Linked DNA regions of Gossypium hirsutum: region 1 is linked to region 2. The links are chromatin contacts, called in public Hi-C maps. All regions are on one chromosome and are shown on one strand. The core of a region is the stretch at or near the end of the contact, and the rest is flanking DNA. Distances in the headings are between cores, read along the strand shown. Region 1 holds the start of LOC121228136 (solute carrier family 35 member F1). Region 2 holds the start of LOC107948468 (uridine nucleosidase 1).

Evidence for each region. A called contact is a pair of places that touch in the nucleus more often than the background predicts.
Region 1: a Hi-C map of leaf shows a contact between it and region 2, with 3 times the contacts expected there. The contact joins the promoter of LOC121228136 here to the promoter of LOC107948468 in region 2. A contact is called at or near these places in 8 of 34 Hi-C or Micro-C datasets (anther, callus, hypocotyl and 2 more).

The regions. Positions count from the first base shown.
Region 1 is chrA04:50,132,909-50,135,904 of Gossypium_hirsutum_v2.1, forward strand. LOC121228136 (solute carrier family 35 member F1) reads left to right here and starts at 1,689. Exons shown (of 12, transcript XM_041111306.1): 1 at 1,689-2,140; 2 at 2,256-2,350; 3 at 2,425-2,482; 4 at 2,639-2,830; 5 at 2,976-2,996. The coding sequence starts at 2,005.
Region 2 is chrA04:49,778,393-49,781,604 of Gossypium_hirsutum_v2.1, forward strand. It overlaps LOC107948468 (uridine nucleosidase 1), which reads right to left and starts at 1,943. Exons shown (of 9, transcript XM_016883026.2): 1 at 1,596-1,943; 2 at 1,074-1,189; 3 at 931-990; 4 at 540-722; 5 at 338-442. The coding sequence starts at 1,716.

The DNA of each region.
Region 1 (2,996 bases), core at 439-2,938, 350 kb after region 2:
AGGCACAACTGGATTGCAGACAAGGCCTTTTCATCAAGCTCTTCCCATTCTGTTTGATTTAGATTCTTAGGCTTTTTCCCTGTAACAACCTTTTTCAAGCCATTTTGAACTAGAATTGCCATCATCCGAACTTGCCACAGATTGAAATTTGTCTCACCATCGAACTTCTCAATTTCAAACCTTGTTGCTGCCATCTCTGACCGGGCTGATCTATGAAAGTTAAACTAGCTCTGATACCACTTGTTAGGATCGTCCCGATTAAGCAACGAACAAGTAAAAATAGTAGAAGAAATTGAGAAGATGAACACACAAATTTAACGTGGAAAAACCCCTCAAAAGAGGATAAAAAAACCACGGGCAAAGATAATTTTACTATAATCGCAAAAGAATGAAGAGTACAAAAGATGGAGATAAAAACTAAACCCCGAAAACCCGAAAAACAAAGAACCCTCAAACGTAAACACAAAATTCTCTGAATGTGTTATGAGTTCTAATCTAATGGGTGTCTCTTTTTTCTAAGATTGTAAAGGAGCCTATTTATAGGCTAAATTAGTAAGTCAAATAAACTATACTAATAAATACTAAATATATTATACTAATAAATACTAAATCTTCTAGAAAGAAAATATATTTTTGTTTAACTTGACTTGCAAGCAATCTCTTAGAATTTGGGTCACACAATTCTAACACAGGGACTTAATTGATTTTTCACATTTTCTTAAGAACTTTTTTGACATATAAATAAAAAAATATTATATATTAATGTTGCATGTTAACATAATAATGATAATAAAGCTAACAAGTATTGAGTGCAATAATAAGTCATATTGTATTCTCAAGAAGAGAATGATTATTAGATAAAACAATCACGAATTCTTAACATCAAGCCCATTCTTGAAATATGGTTTTTGGGCCCTTTTAACCTTAGGTCTTAGGCACTTGCACTCTTAAAGCAACCCCAAAACTAAACTTGCTTAACATAAATTATAAAACTAACATGAAAAAACATATATAGTAAGAATTAATCACAAATAATATTTAAGGAAGCATCATATTTTAATCCGGAGATATATAATAAAATAACAAACCTTATACACTTAAAAACTTGTTCAATTCTTTAAAAACAACTTCAATTAGCTCTCTCACACACACACACACAAAATAACCCCTTATTCAATTACCAATTTTCTTATATTTTGTAGACATGTATATCGTAGTGTTGCTGCTTATTTTGGTGGGATTCATTATTGAATGTGGGATTAAATATTTATTTGTTTAAGTTAGAAATTTAAAGGTTTTATATTTTTATTTTATTTTCAATTCTTTTAGTTTTTAGTTTAAAAATGCAGGTCTATATATTGTTAAATTTATATACATGTAACAAAATAACATCATAATGAATTTAAATTTAATAGGGAATATTAACAGTGTCAATAAGTCTTAAAGTTTAACATTAACATTTTAATTGGGATAACAAATTTCAACTAATTAATGAAATTATAAGAGTTGAGGTACCGAATTATTTCAGAATTGAAATATAAAAATTAAATCTCAAATTTAAAAAAAAAAATATAGGATCAAAATTAAAAATTAACTATCCTTATATAATTAAAAAAAAAACAAATGGAATTGGACAGGCGCCAAGTATGACTTCATAAGCTAAATCAGATCTGAAAAGACATCGGACACGGTGGAGAGTGTCACGTGGGAGCAAAAAGACGATAACTTTCAACTACCAACGGTAACCGTTGGGTGAGGTGTGGAAGCTATTAGGAACGTGGTCTCAACAGTCCAACTACGAAGGAAATGACCCTGGAATGGTAGCTACGCCTAGATGCAGATCTCTTTTAACAAAACCTGACAATAATTAAATAAAGGAAAAAAACAGAAGAAGAAAGCTTTAAAATCCTTTGATGTTGACATGAATGTTACCCCATTCCCTTTTTGACGATCTGTGTACTTGAAGAACAAATTTTATCAAACGATTTTTTTGACAAACAAAAAATGAGCTGGAGTAGTGTCGGCAACTGGTTCAAAACTCAAGTAACTTTGAAGAATTTGTTCAGGCTTTTTCTGGGCCAACTTGTTTCTTTCGTTCTTGCACTTATGAGCTTTACTTCTTCTTTGATAGCCAGTCTTGGTAAGCTCAACTTAACCCTCTACTCTTAACTTGCTTCTGGTTATGAAAAATATTCAGATGAATTTGGAATTTTATATTCTTTGTTTGCTCATCAGTGTGTTGGCTTTTTGTCTAGGTGTGGATGCGCCTATCACTCAGACTTCCTTCACTTACTTCGCTTTAGCTGTGGTTTATGGTAGCATCTTGCTCTATAGGGGTCAAAAGCTAAGGGTAATCACTTATCAACTCCACTAATCTTATATTCAAAAGGATTCCTTGATACTTCAATCCTGTTCTGTTTGCAGATTCCTTGGTATTGGTATCTCGCCCTCGGCTTTGTTGATGTTCAAGGGAATTATCTTGGTGAGTCTGTAGTAGTCACTAATATCTCATAACATGATCTCCCAAAAACATGTTCTTAACTGGGGGAAAAAAGAAAGTGGAATATGTCTGATATGTTACTGCAAAAATTACCGTGACAAAAGAGCCATTCCTTTTTCCCTTTTTTTTCTTTTGCAGTTAACAAAGCCTTCCAGTTCTCCTCAATCACTAGTGTGACACTGTTGGACTGCTGGACCATCGTATGGGCAATATTTCTCACATATTTCTTCATAGGCACTAGATATTCTTTATTGCAGCTAGGAGGTGCTGCTCTTTGTGTGCTTGGCCTTGGTCTAGTGCTCCTCTCCGATGCAGGGGTGGGTGGTGGAGGTAACATTCTGGTCTAATGCAGAAGATATTCTTATAGTTATGGAACTCTGTTTCTTTATGGATGTTTTAATTCGTAAACAGCACGCCATTACTGGAAGTCATTCGAATTTTCCGGAGTGAAGTACTTGTTTCTCTGCACATGCAGGTGGTTCCAAACCAATTCTTG
Region 2 (3,212 bases), core at 693-3,192:
CTAGCCGGTTGCAACTCAATCTTGTAAAGGTTAAGGCGAGACCATGATCACGATGAGATCGAGGGATTGACTAAGCCGAGCAAAAGAAATTAAACAAGTTTTCAACTGAAAAGGAAGTTTCCCCTCCAAAATGAATTAAACACTCAAGACAGCTTCCCTAGTACTAATAAAGTGATGACCGATCAAGAAAGACCTTCGATTAGTAATACTTTCAAAGAAACACAAGGTCAACTTCGAAAACTTGTAGCTTGTCCTTGGAAACTAAACTTTTCCAAAAAGAAGAATGATAATATGGAGCTTGTAGTAAGAAACAAACTTAGGATCCTTTTGTGCTTACATTTGCTTCAGCAGCAGGATTTACATTTCCTAATGCAAAGAATGAGCCACCAAGTACAACTATATTCTTCACCTTGCTGGCAAAGGAAGAGTCCCTTTTGATTGCCTGGATTTAAAAAAAAAGAGAAACTGTGTTTAAGCACTTACCTGCGAAGCCCATAACCAAAATGGAGGAAATTGATAAGAGAGTAGCAAGGTCTTACCAGTGCCAAGTTTGTGAGTGGTCCAAGTGCAAGTATAGATACTTTACCAGGATATTCAGAAACCTTCCCAACTAAAAATTCAAAGGCAGTCTTATCAGATTTGCTAGTTTTTGGTGGAGATAGGAATATATTCCCCAGTCCATCAGAGCCATGAACAAAGTCGGCAACATTCGGCCTCCCACCCTTTTCCATACAAACCAACCACAATTAGGCTATGGTAAATAAAAGATATAGTAATTGCCCCCCCCCCCCCAAAAAAAAAAGGAAAAAAAAGAAAAAAAAAGGAAGAATATCAAAGCACAATAAAGCAAGTTAACAATTGCAGCGAGGCCCATTAGTATTCCCATGGAATTACATTGTAATTTAGGAAAGGGAAAACTGAAGCATTTACCGTAAGCGGCTCGGGGCTGCCTTGTGCTACAGGAACATCAGGACGCCCTGCGATTTCACACTATCCTTTTGCACCTCGAAAAGAGGATAAAATCATGAACGTATTCCAAATGCATATGAAAACCAGAAAGGAGAAGCACGTACCAGAAGTAAGGCATTACGAGTGGCATCTTCGGTTTGGACATTGCCAAATATGGTGGTCAAACCTAAGATCTCATATTCTGGATTTTGAAATGCCATAAAGATCGCCATGCTATCATCTGTTAATCAAATGAAAAACGCATTCATACATTGTTCAGGGTCAAACTCAAACAAAATCTCTACATATCTAATCCTGCCAATCAATCAATCCACTCCATATTGTTTTCACTTCCTTGTATAATTTAATAAAAATTTTCCGGTTTCATTATATACATATCAAAACCCGAAACTTTCCTATATAGATCTCATCACACGCCCCTCGAATAAAACTTTTCTATATAGACAGAGAGAGTCAACGTAGCTTTTTAAATGAAACTTTATAGCTTATCCCGAAGTAAAACTCCAAGGACAAATATAAATTGAAAAAGTAAAATTGTTTCCTATTTCATTATAATTCTAGTTTATGCAACTAAATTGGCAGCCAACCAGAGAAAAAGTAAATAAATAAAAAGGAGCGAAACTGACCAATCCCGGGATCGGTATCGATAATGAGCTTGTTCCTGTTGGCATGTGAGAGTAAAAGGCCATCGCTTCCGCCATTAACGACAATTCCATCGTGACAATCTTTCTTTAATTCATAATCCATATTCAACGCAATTAGAAAAACACAAAGTGGTAATAATCTAATCTAAGATTTTAATGAATATGGATGTGAATAAAAAAACAATTGAGAGATTTGAATTTCTTGTTTTAATTGTCGTAGAGGAAGAGGAAGAGGAAGAGGTAGGCCGCTCTGCGATGCCAACAGAGAGTCCCCCCAAGAAGAACACCAAACAAAGATGTGTTTTATTTTGGTTTATGGGATATGATGTTACTTCCTCCTTTAATACTAGTTTAAAGCGCCTTAAGGTGGGGGTATGCTGACGTCAGCATAATTGATTTGTAACAGCGAATGGTAAATGGCAACGTGGGTTAATGTGAGTGGTCCTAATCTTGGACCGTATCGTATGGGATCAGAGCAGAAATAATAATTATTCAGAAAAAGGGAGGACAACCTGTTGTTTAATTTAAAAAAAAGTAGTCATTGGTTGGGTGAAGGTACAATTTCATAGACGATGCTGATGATGATGCATCTATTTTATATTATCCTTTATGTATAATCATCATGATTCATATGCAACTATTAAATTGGAATTGTGACCAACATTTAAATGAGAAAGATTTGATAATTGGGAGATAAATGTTGATTAATGGATAAATATTTACTATAAATTTTAAAACTGTTTCATATCTAAGACAATGTATATAATTAACAATTTTAATACAACAAGTTGTGTAAGAATTGTTAGGTTGAGAATTATTTATGAGATATATTGAAATTCCAAAACAACTGAATGCTTCAATTTCACAACATTGGCGGCCAAGAAAATTCAATATAAAAGACTTTGGGCACGATAAATTTGTAGACTATGATTTTGCATCATATTTACACAATATAAATTTGTTTTAATAGATATATTGTATTTGGATTATATAATATATATAAATAATTAATATTATTATATGATGCGTATATGCATATGAATTTGTATGTGATATTTTTCTTCTGTTTATTTCTATGTAATATTTATGGTTATATAATATGCATATAAATTTTATTTATTTGAACTATTATCTAGAATTTATATAAGGTACGAGTTTAGAATAAAATTAAATTGATAAAAATAATTTTTATTATTTATTATATTATTAAATTGGTTTTTGAATTATTTTTATTTTATTATTAAATTTTGAATATTGAAAAATATTTATTAAAAAATTATTAGTATTAAAACAAAATCAATTCAGCTCTCAATTACTAAAATAAAATTAGTTAGGCCCTTCCGATAATGAAAACTATCATTAATCAATTTGATTATTAATAGACACTTACGTGACTGATAAAATCTACAATAACATATGAAGTACCATCCAGACAAGTATACTGATGTGACATTCCATGTACCATATACTAAAAACTAAAATCCCAAAAATTATAAAAAAATGTATTAAAAATGCACATTTTGTAACACCCCCTACCCGTATCCATTGCCGGAATAGGTACGACGTATTACCGGAGTTTACTGAACATTTTTAGATAAT